Regions from separate parts of the Rattus norvegicus genome. Here region 1 is linked to region 2. A link is a contact called in public Hi-C data. All regions are on one chromosome and are shown on one strand. The core of a region is the stretch at or near the end of the contact, and the rest is flanking DNA. Distances in the headings are between cores, read along the strand shown. Region 1 holds the start of Rab30 (RAB30, member RAS oncogene family). Region 2 has its middle 53 kb from the start of Rab30.

Region 1 (6,096 bases), core at 3,557-6,056, 53 kb after region 2:
CTCTTTAGACACACCAGAAGAGGGCATCAGGTCCCATTACAGATGGTTGTGAGCCACCATGTGGTTGCTGGGAAATGAACTCAGGACCTCTGGAAGAGCAGTCAGTGTTCTTAACCACTGAGCCATCTTTCCAGCTCACTAGAAAGAGTATCTTGACCTTTGATTTGTAGTTTGGTCCAGGTGGTAATCATGTGAGCCAAGGTCGATGGTGACTGGGCCTTTCTTTAATATCATAAGGGTATAATTTGGGCATTCATAGCCTTCCTTTAGGAGCCCAGATTTTCAGGTCTCTGTATTTGTGTGTGAGTGTGTGTGCCCTAGAGTGGCCTATATATATGATTTCTTGCTTTGTTTCCTTGATATCTGGCAAAAATTAGAGTAAGTGTGTCAAACCATCTATGCACAGGCAGCAGATGGAGTCCACTTCCATATTCCAGTTTCTGACTTACGAAGGTGGTGACGCCTGCTCCATATAGCTGCAGGTCCCTCTGCTGTCTTGTGCTCAGAGCTGAGGTTTCATTTCACTGGTTTAGTTTTGAGATAGTTTCTGTATGTAGCCTTGGCTTGCTAAGCTGGAATTCACAGTGTAGACCAGGTTGACCTTGAATTTGTAACAGTTGTCCTGCCTTTGCTTCCCAACCTCTGAGATTACCATGTGCTACCTGCTTTGGGTTTTAACAGCAAAGTTTTAACTGGCATACCATCTCCCTAAGATTTGCTGGGGCTTAGCATTGATTCTACTTTAGGTAGTATGTGTGACCTGAGTTGTCACAAGCCACAGAACAGACACACCACCACCATCGCCGCCGCCGCTGCTGCCAACACCACTGCCGCCGCCGCCGCCGCCGCCTCCACCACCACCACCACCGCCGCCGCCGCCGCCGCCGCCGCCGCCGCCGCCGCCGCCGCCGCCGCCGCCGCCACCACCACCACCACCACCTCCAAGCCTGACTTCTGAAACATAACTCAGGGCTTTTGTGAAAGTTCCAACGTCAATGCCTTTCCTTCTGGTCACTGTGAATCCTGCTGGTTGGCTGCTGTGATTTTCTGAAAGGAGCCTGTGAAATAGAAGTAGCTGGACCTGGGGACAGACCAATGAGCCAGGTCTGTCTGTTCAATGTGAATTCCTGTGTTGAAAATGTACAGAAACTGCCCAAATTCATGCTATCTTCAAGAGGGAAGTGCTTTCTGGTAGGCTTTGCTTTTTCTGTATGTTGTTGAATAAATCTATCTCATATATATATATATATATATATATATATATATATGATTTCTGGAACAGTCCTTTGTGTTCATCTCAGATGTGATAAATCCTATTTTCTATAAAAAAAATCGAAGACTGTCTTAGGGTTTCATTGCATTAAAGAGACACCATGACAAGGCAACTTTTATAAAGGACATTATATCTGAACACCTGAAACTGGCTTACAGTTTCAGAGGTTCAGTCCATTATCATCATGGCAGGAAGAATGGGAGCATCCAGGCAAACATGGTGCTGGAGGAGAGCTCTACATCTTGATCCAAGGCATCGAGAAGGAGAGACTGTCTTCTGCAGGTAGCTAGGAGGAGGCTCCTTTCCTCGCTGGGTAGAGCTTGAGCATCGGAGCCTCAAAGCCCACCCCCACAATGATCCCCTCCAACAAGGCCACACCTATTCCAACAAGGCCACACCTATTCCAACAAGGCCACACCTCCTAATAGTGCTACTTCCCGTGGGCTAAGTATTCAAACCACAACAAAGACTCACGTAAGAAGTGCGAAGTGCCTAGCCTTCATTTTTCAGTTCATCCCGTTCTTCTTCTTCTTTTTTTTTTAAAGAAATACAAATCAAAGAAATTTATTAGTATTGACAAAAATACATAATACAAAAAACAAAACACAACACAACAGAAACGGAACTGGAAACCCACACCAGCTGGCCACATGCCTAATAGTGGCATCACACAGCGCTTAATTCATCAGGACCCATCCCATTCTTCTGGAGCTCTTCCCGTGCCCCAGGCCTGGTGAAAGTCGCCATTGGGCAACTGAGCTAAGGTTGAACTGGACTCGCAGCTCCTCTAGTAATGAACTATAGGAGCTCAGTACTTCCTTATTTATGATTTAGAAACTTAATTTATAAAAAAATTAAAACTAAGGGTACATTAAATCTGCTGTTCTATGGACCATCAAAAAATGACATTCTTAAGTGGTTTTAGAGAAAAAAGTATTAAAAAAGAAGTAATGCATCTGTCTTAAAAATTCATATTAGTACATGTCTCACCAGGGACACTAGATGAAGGAGATAAAGGAATAATATTTTAAAGTACTGACAATGTAATTATCAGGTTTCAGTTGAATATAATTCATGATATTTTTCTTACTTAACTTTTCTTGTGCCTTCATATCTTTATCTGCCAAGTTAAAAATGTCAACAGTGTGTGCTTCATAGGACTGTTGTGTGGTTAAATAGTTAGTGTTGTGAGATGGTGGGAATGAGGGAGAGCATGGTGACGAAGATGTTTGTCACAGGACCAGCCAGACACAGTGTGTGCACATTGGGAGTTTTTGCTGAGAGCTGTGGAGGACTATAGGCAAATACACATAGTTAATATAAAAAATTACATATGGAACTGCCTAAGAGGAAGAAGGCATTATGGAAATAGAAATCGGAGGGGCCCAGGCCTCTCTCTGGCCAGAGAAACCTACCAAAGGATGTGATGCCTCAGTTGAGCTCTAAAGCAGAAGTGAGAGTGAGCTGGGTTGGGGGAGGTAGCAGGAGGATATGGCTCTTATTCCAGGCAGAAGGCTTGAGGAGAAAAGCAGACCTGGCTGTGGTGTTTGGAAGCTGGGGGAAAGCAGTGCACCTTGTGGGGGTTGTGAGGAGGTGGTGAGACATGATTAGCAATAGAGACAGAAAGCAGACGATGGGGAACCCGAGAATGATCTTAAGGAGTTGGCTTTACGAAGACCAAGAACTGTCCCGAGACCTCTGATTTTGTTAGCCATTCCAATCCCATGATACCATGGTATGTCTTCATATTGTTAGTAGGGAATACAGTCATTTAGCCCAAAGGCACAGACTGAGGAAATGCAGCTGTCAGGATTTGAACCTTGGTCTCTTTGGTTCTTACAGTTAGAATTCTTTTGATCATTGATGACTTTTAAACCTGAAGTCTGGCTGTGTATGATTTGGGGCTAACCTTTCTATCTTTCAACTTCAGTTTTCTCAGATTACATTAATACTATTAGTATTAGCTTCATGGAAAATGAGAAAATGTACATAAGAGGCCAACTGTAGTGCAAGTTGTAGATCTCATATTCTTGCACAGAGAGGTGCACTTCCTTCACAGTTCCAGTGACATGAGACAGACTCCTGTGAGCAGCTGCCTACGTGCTTACTTGGTTGTCAGCCGTCTTTCAAAGACTGTAGAAGTACGTACACAAATCACCCTACATGACAGGTCCAGTTCATTGCCTTCTCTACCTGCAGTCCTGTTGTCACTGAGGCTTAGGTCTCCTCACTCACTCACTTTCCTAGAACCCTTCTCTCCAGGACTCACTGGTTGTTGTTCTCCCTCCAGAGTATATCCAGCTTGTTCTGCCTAGGACACAATAATGTTCAGCTCTTAGCTAGAATTATTCTTGAACTTGTCTGTCTGTTGTTTGAGATACAATTTCCTTATGTAGCTGTTTGGCTTCAAAGTCGACGTTGCTCCTGCCTCAGCCTCCTGACTGATGAGATTGTTACTTTGTAGTTGTTATTTAAGCTCTCTCGTGTTGGTTTTAGGGGCAGATGTTTCTAGGTGATAGATAAATGGTAAAGGAACCAGTCAGGTTATTCTTTTTTCTCATTAGAATGGGGCTTGGTGAGCACCAAGCTCTATGGGAGGCATTTTGTTTTGTTCTGTCTGTTTTTAATCTTGACAAGCATCCTCTAAGTTTCATAATGGTAGCATTTTTCTTAGCACAACTGGAGAAGCAAATGTCTACATCTAAGCACTATGCCCTTTAATTGCTTCTTTCAGTCTACAGAGTAGACATTTACTAAGTGTGACTCTGTTCTAGGGCTAGGAAATAGAGGTGAGAGCCATTGTCCCTTTCCTTAAGGATAAGGCAGACATTTGAACAAGTAAATGTGCATAGCAAGCAAAGTGCTGGGATGGAGGAATGGTGGAAACGTGTCAGTTTCTAGTTATCACGATTTGAAGACCAGTGAAAGATTCAGTGACAATGAGAGGCTTGCACTGGACTTTCAGTAGGAAGACATCCCAAGTTGAGGAGAGGATATAGCTCATGGCCATTAGAAGTCAGGTGCCATCAGAGGCCATTTAGCACCAGCATGGCTGGTAGCAGGTAGCTAGAAAAGGGGTAGTGGGAGGAGGGCAAGATGATTGCCCAGTAGTAGGATCCCCAAGAACAGAACTTGTATGAGACCGAAGGGCCTTTTATGATTGTCTCCCTTTTCCTGGTTTCCCAGTGGCTATCATTTTCTTCCCCAAGAGGAACACAAAGCCTATTAACTGTCTTAATCTCTGAAAGGCTCTTGTCTCTCCCTACTTGTCTGCACTCTTAGTTATTTAGCCTGGCTATTGACTTTCCACACAAAAGGAAAAACACACGTTATCACTTGAAAACCCGTGACCTGACTGCTTGGAGGAGCGAAGGTTACCAGGTGAAAGGACACTGGGTATCATTTGCTTTCTGTAGCACGAGATAGCTGGGGAGAATGAAGTCCATCTGCCAGCAAACACCTATGTTCCTCTTTCGCTGGCTACGTCACCAGAGAGGAGCCTTAAATTGCCCTGCAAATGAGTTAGCCCTCTTGTTCCTGTGGCGCAGGGGCTGGTGCAGCCTGAGTTCTGGGGAAGCTTGGGCTCTTACTGTTGTCTGTGTTTGCTTGCAGCTGTGTAAATGAGTATGGAAGATTATGATTTCCTGTTCAAAATTGTTTTAATCGGCAACGCTGGAGTGGGAAAGACGTGCCTAGTCCGACGATTCACTCAGGTAAGGGGATCTGGAATCCAGGGTTGGGTTTGTTTGTCTCATCTGTTTTATAGTGACCATCTTCTAGGTGGGTGACTGGACTCAGTGCCAACCTCTAGCTATAGGCTCCTTTTTCTTCTTTCTTTCTTTCTTCCCTTCTTTCTTTCTTTCTTTTCTTTCCTTTTTTTGAGACAGGGTTCCTCTGCGTAACCCTGGCTGTCCTGGAACTCACTCTGGAGACCAGACTGACCTTGAAACTCAGAGGTCTGTCAGCCTCTGCCTCCCAAATGCTAGGATTAAAGGCTGCACTACCACCATGCAGTAGACTGCGAGTTGTTAAGGCACCCTTTGAAAGCTCCATTGAGTTTTATAGCCCAAGGTTTTCTAAATTGCCTAAGGGAGAATGGAACTGAGGTCTTTTCCCACATCTCCTCTTGCTTCCTCTTACAAGAGGGTCAGGTGGTTTTGTTTTCAGTGTGCAGTATCAAAAATAGATTTGGGTAAAAAATAGATCAGTAGTTCACAATCATCTCAAGGTGGAAACACATTAAGTTGTGTATTAAACTGAGTCCAAATATTCATTTTTAAAAAGTCCCAATGCAGATTAAACCTCAAGTTTCCTGCCTGTGTCTGTTCTCATCCAAAAAACAGAGTGAATTCTCTTGGTTCTCTGCTTATCTAAGTCTCTTAAGTAGGACTAAGCTGAAGGAAGTGAAGAGTGGAACTGAATGTACACGTCCCCTCTCAGGGTGGCCTCTTGAAAAATCACTGGCCACAATTATGTAGTGGTTTTTATACAGAAAGTAGTGAAAAATCACCCTGAAGTTGATTTTGTTTCTCACTGAAACTCAATGATGCCCTTTCCTGGATCATCATGCATATAGCATGATCTTGTTGACAGGCACCTTGGGGACATACAGATGAGCTCTTTTAAGGCTTAAGATGACTTGGGGCCATGGAAAGAGCAGAGGCTCAAGGTCTTTTACCCAGGTGCTAGTTAGTCCTGACTCTGCTGCCCCCAGCCCTTGCCAGCCCTCCCCACTGCACCAGTCTGTGGAAAACTGAATGACAGATTGGGCAACACAAACATAGGGTTTACAGTTGCTGGGACTGTCAGTTTTTCCCATGCGG
Region 2 (5,862 bases), core at 1,854-4,353:
GATTTAATAGCCCCAAACAACTTGGGAGCTATTAATAGCCCAGTTAACAGATGCAGAAATTATGACTCAGATGAAGTAACTTTGCTGGAGGTCACATGACTGGCAGGTGGCAGGAACAAGATAATACCTGGATCCCATGTATCCAGTAAACCACGTGGCCTCTCTCTGGGCTAAGCGTGGGTTGATGGCTGCCTTTGAACTCAGTCACAATGGCAGGTGACTGCCATCACTTGTGATCTTCTTGCTACTGTTGAGGGTACCTTGGATGAGTTTTCTGACACCTTTGAGACTCAGTTTCCACATCAATGAACAGATGATCCGTATTAGATTAGATTGTTTCTAGTTTTTCTTGGTCTTACTGACCACTTTTTGCCATATGGTAAAGGTTACTATGGTTTGAATGTTGATGTACCATCACCTATAATTCATCCACCAAACATTAATATCTGCTATACTACCAGCTACTGTAGATATAGCAATTGAGATTGGTAGGACCTTGCCCATAGGCAGTTTGAGTCTAGCAGAAGAGACCCTTTGGTCATAGGACCAACATTGGTGTACACAAAGTACCTAGTACCTGGGAACACGGAGGATGGGCACCAGACTCTTTTTTGAATAGGAGGATGTTTTGAAGAAATGACCCTGCAGACCAGGAGGATGACCTGGGAGACCATAGATCTCACCCTTCTTGTTCTCATAGTACATATTTAATAAGCTTTGGGAAACTCTGAGCTCCCTTTTATCTTGTGTTAAGTCTACTTGAATTTGGTAGTTGAATGTAAGTATTGGGGTTGCAGAGATGGGTAAGAGAACTCAGGGTGGAGACAGGCAGCGCCCAGCAGCTTCAGGTTCAACGAGAGACCCTGTCTCAGAAAGATAAGGTGGCAGGTGAGAGAGGACAGCTGTCACTTTCCCTTGGGAGGCATGTGTAGGGTAGACCTGAAGATACACGTGCACACATGCCACACAGATACAAAGGGTAGGTGTCTACAAAGTGCTTCTCTTGTATTGGAGAAGGCTTATAAAATTGGAGAGAGATCTGGTAGTTAAATAATTCTAAAAGGATTTAGGAAGCATGGAGCAGATTGGTACAGGCCCAAAGGGCTCAGAGTTACTTGAGATGTTCACAACTAACGTCACAGTTGGTTGTGTTTCCTAGGAGTTAATGAGATGGCCCAGATCCTGGGTGGAGTGCATGATCCTGTCCTACTGAGGACTGGTGAAGTGCTAAGAGTTACTGAATGTTGGAATTCTGATGTGGAAGGAGTAATGTGGAAACTGGAGAATAGCCAGTTTCTAACATTTACTAAGTAGCTACTAAGCTACTAAAAACCTACTTACTTAAATTTTAAAGAGCTTTATTTTTATTTTTTGTGTATGAGTGCTTTGTCTGAATATATGCTAGTATACCCCATGTATGACCTGTGCCCAGAGAGGCCAGAAGAGGGCTCTGATCCTCTGGGACTGGAGTTCCAGATAGTTATAAGCTCCGTGGGAAAGCTGAAAAGGGACCTCAGGTCCTCTGAAAGAGCAGCATGTGTTCTTAATTGCTGTGTGTGTGTGTGTGTGTGTGTGTGTGTAAGTTCATGTAAGCAAGTTTGTACTAGAGCCAAACTTGGGATTGGAGTTACAGGCTGTTGTGAGCTGCCTGATGCGGGGAACTGAACCTGGGTCAAGAGCGAGTGCTCTTTAAACACTGAACCGGGGTTGGGGATTTAGCTCAGTGGTAGAGCACTTGCCTAGCAAACGCAAGGCCCTGGGTTCGGTCCCCAGCTCCGGAAAAAAAGAAAAAACAAACAAACAAAAAAACCAAATAAACACTGAACCATCTCTCAGCCCCCGGGCTATACTCCTCCTTCACATTTTATTTTATTTTCCCCAAAGTTCTGTAAAGCACATGCCTTTTCCTCCCCCTTTCCAGGTACAGAACCAGGGCCTGATAAAGGGCATAGCTGACAAGAGACACATTGGTAGCTCAGGGCCAAAGTTTGTTCAAATCTTTGTTCTTTTACTTTGTGCTTCCTCAGGGACTTAAACTTTGTGTTTCTCAAGGAAGTGAGCCAAAGCATGATCTCCCCCCCACCCACCCCATCCCCACCCCTTCCCCCCACCCCCGGCTCCTGGAGCCTAAGAGAGCAGTGATTATTATGTGGTATCAGTTCTTGAAGTTGGGATGAACTGAAGGGCTTGCTCCTCCTGTTTTCTGTGTTACCTTCTGAAGTGGCAGGTCATTAGCTCCCATGGGTCAATGCTCTCACTAAATCATTAATAGCTTTTATTTTTTTTCTCCCAGTTAGTATTTGCTAGTTAGTGTCTTAGAATTGGTTCCTTAAAATCATCTGAGAGAATGCTGAGGCCAGATAGGTATAATGATTTGATCCTGACTCTTTAAGAGTAATTTCCATGTATTCTCCATATTTTATCTTTTAGTCCCTGAGAGACCTTGTCTCCTTGTCCTCAGAGACCTTGAACAAGGTTCTGCCTGAACCACACAGAGGTGTCAGGACTTCCAGTCCTTGGATCCTTCTTGCCTCTCAGGATCCTTGGTGGGGCCTACAATCTGGTTAGGGAACGTTTTCCCAGCAGGCTTTGGAGGCAAGCCACACTTCTATCATAGGCCTTTTAAACCATCTAGAAAGTTCTGACATGCACCTTTATGAGACACTGAAAACCAACTGCCAACGTTCGGGAGGTTGGAGCCAAAACTTGGCTCAAGTCATTAATTCTAGGGCTGTGGGCATCAACCTGTCTGTGCCTGCTTTCCTAGCTGATGACAACCCCAGCTTCGTTTGGTTGTTCTGGAAGTCAGAAAAGTCACCATGTAGTGTCAAAGGGCTTAATAACAAGCTTGCAGAATGTATTCTGCCGTGTTATAGTACTTTTTTGTTGCAGACCAAATTTGTCTCCTTGAGAGACTGTTCTGGGGCCTGCCTCACATGCTCCCTTTATCAGCACTGACCCAAGTGCTGTCATTGGCCGGAATGACTTTTCTGGCATCACTCTCCAGTTTATTTGTAACCTTCTCGTTAATGGGCATATACATGCTGCCAAGCTCTGGTGACTCTTTACAAACAGTGCTTGGGCTTTACACTCACACCCCGGACTGTTTACCTCAGCCTCATGACTCAAATTCTCGGAGTTGCGTCTGGATGCCTTTCCTGGTAAGTTCTGGGACAGCAGCGGAGGCTTCTTATCATCAGTGAGCTTTACCATGCTTGCCGGAATTCTGGATGACAGCTCCTGAGGGGACTAAAAGGAGGAAATGCCAAGGCAGGGCTGTTACAACTTCACGCACATGCCTAAAATAAAGAGGATGGGGAAAGGGGCAGCTTGCAATGGTGAGCTTAAAGCTAGGAGGCCCTGGAAACACGAAAGGGCCTTTGTGTGTCAGCGTCATCTTCAGTTGGAATTGTCACCTTTTTCCGAGGAAATGCTTAGGTGTCTCCAAGACATTTGGGGATTGTTGTGTATTTCTGTCTCCTTGGCATTTCAGATGCTTGCTATGTATCTTGTCTGACTGTTAGAATGCTCAACGCTGTAAGTGAAAGAAAACTAACTCTTACTTGAGCAAAGAGGGAACCCCTCCCCCACCCCCACCCCCAAGAAAGGACACTGAGGTATTATATATCTGTCAGAAGAATTGGCTGAAACTAGGATGTGTTAGAGAAGTTAATTGTGAAACCGAGTTGCTCTGATTAGTCTGCCTTCAAAGATCCAGGAGGCCAGGCTCCTTTCTTGTGTCCTTTCCAAATTCTGAGCTTTCCCCTCTGATTGTGAAGTTGGAGAAGATCCCCGTGGAAAGTTTTGATGAGCAAGGGGTGGAAATGTTATCTTTCTCGTGTTCTCGTTCCACTAACTACAGTCAGTGTGTCTCTGACTAAAGAGTGCTAAAAATATGTCTTAGAAGGAGGAAAATGGGTTGGCTGGGCAACTAAACTACACTGGACTCTCCAAACTGTCAAGATTCTGTTCCTTGTCTTTTTTTCTCTATTGTGTGGCAAGAGTCACAGCCATCGAGTTCCCCTCTATATTTCTAGTTTTGCAGAAACTTGAGTGCAATATAAGTAATATTCCAGTTCCTTTCAATCTCACTATTGTTATAAGCAAAGGACTGACCTTTACTCTGATTGTGTCTTGGTAGAATATCTCAAAAAGTAATGATTCGTCTAGTTTGGATCATGTGACCACACTTAGCCAATCACTGGCTACTAGACAGTCAAAGTGATTTAGCATGAATATACCTAGTGGGGGCCTTATGTTCTTAGAGAAGAGAGAACCATTATAACTGGAAGTCAAGTAAGACAACAGCCAACCAGGAATGAGGTCCAGCTTCTTCCTTTATTTCTACTCTTATAAAAATGTCAGTACAATGTTATAGTTGCCTTTTCAACCTCCCTTACCAAAGCACACAATAAGTTTACTTCTCTGAGTGTACAGAAATTATGATTTCCAACATGCACTCCTATTTCATATGGACCTGAGAAGGAAAGACAGAATCAGGTTTGAATGCGGGGTGGCATCTAAGCCTATGATGTCTTCATCGTCGTGGAGATGTCATCTGTTGTGGAGTATATCCTAATTTCCAAGCAGATGGTATTTATCCTACAGCAGAGCTCTGTACCTCCATCCTTTGGGCCGTTGCTCATTCATTTACCCCACTCATCTACCTATTTACAAAACATTCGTGCGCCAGAGAACGGTGTATTAACTATGCTCGGCTGCCTCCCTCCCTTTACCGTTTCCTCTTTTAAGATGTTTTCTTTAACGTTTATGTGTCTGGGTGTTTTTCCTGCATGTTTGTGTGTGCATCACATATGTATGTGCCTGTGGAGGCCAGAAGATGGTGTCAGATGCCCCGGAACTGGAGTTGATGGTGGCGTTGGGAATGATATCTGGGTCCTCTGGAAGAGCAGCCAGTGTCTCTAGCACCTATGTTTCTCCTCATTTTAGCCTTACAGCAGTGTTAGTGCCCCTCTCTCTCTCTCTCTCTCTCTCTCTCTCTCTCTCTCTCTCTCTCTCTCTCAACTGAGCCAGGTCAGTTATGAAGACAAAGCTTCATGTAGTTGCAGTGGCCCCACCTTAGCCTGGGACTAAGCATTTAACATGGACCTTTAGGATGAGAACATCTGAAGCCCAGCATTCACTTATCTCCTCTCCCATTTTCACCTCGCTATTGTGAAGCGTCAGCTATGTGTCAGGCATCTGTTGGACACTAAGGACTCCAGACGGAACAAGTTGGGGTCCTTATGCCCCAGAGACAGTCGTGGGGTAGTTAAGGTTGCAATTGTAGAGAGACCGTTCTGAAAACAAGCGAGCTGGGGAAGGTTACAGTTCCTACTATTTGTCTACAGAGCACTTGGTCCTCCAAAGCAGGGGAAGGGCCAGTTTTGAGTGGAAGAGTGAGAATGGCTGTATGATGTTTATTGTTAAAATTATTGTGCTTTATTAGACAAGAGGCGGTAGTCTCCTTTGAGTGTCAATATGGACGTATTTCCATAGATACCTGATAACAATCACTAAGTTGGTTGTAGTGTTCTCCAAAGCCTTTGTGAATCCTCCTACTGAACTCCATGCTCAAGAGACACATGTACCTCCCTTCCTTGTACAAACATTAATGAATCTTTTATAGAGACAAAGTGCAGGAATAGTCAGATTTATCTTATAATGGAAGTAGTCTCCATTTGAAGAAAAAGCATTAATTAATTCCTTTAAAAGGATTCCTTCTGAGGGTTGGTTAAGTATTTTGCCAAACGGGCTTGAGGCAAGTTTATGTACCTAGTTCCCATATAAGGGCCATGCTTGGCTGTGTGCAGATGGATGATGTGAGCTCTGGGAGGCAGAGGCAAGAGGATCCACCGGCTT

The links. A called contact is a pair of places that touch in the nucleus more often than the background predicts.
Region 1: a contact with region 2 is called in a Hi-C map of liver, with 2.7 times the contacts expected there. The contact joins the promoter of Rab30 here to the enhancer-like site in region 2. A contact is called at or near these places in 8 of 12 Hi-C or Micro-C datasets (the A7r5 cell line, hepatocytes, kidney and 3 more).

The regions. Positions count from the first base shown.
Region 1 is chr1:156,284,155-156,290,250 of GRCr8, forward strand. Rab30 (RAB30, member RAS oncogene family) reads left to right here and starts at 4,807. Exons shown (of 4, transcript NM_001399389.1): 1 at 4,807-4,986. The coding sequence starts at 4,894.
Region 2 is chr1:156,232,773-156,238,634 of GRCr8, forward strand. It overlaps a transcript of Rab30 not described here. Among named protein-coding and RNA genes, the nearest start is that of Rab30, 53 kb to the right of the region's middle. Within about 2 kb of position 3,104, at least 12 of the 93 cell types and tissues checked have an H3K27ac peak or open chromatin away from gene starts, as enhancers often do. A contact at or near this core is called in liver, where this site is marked.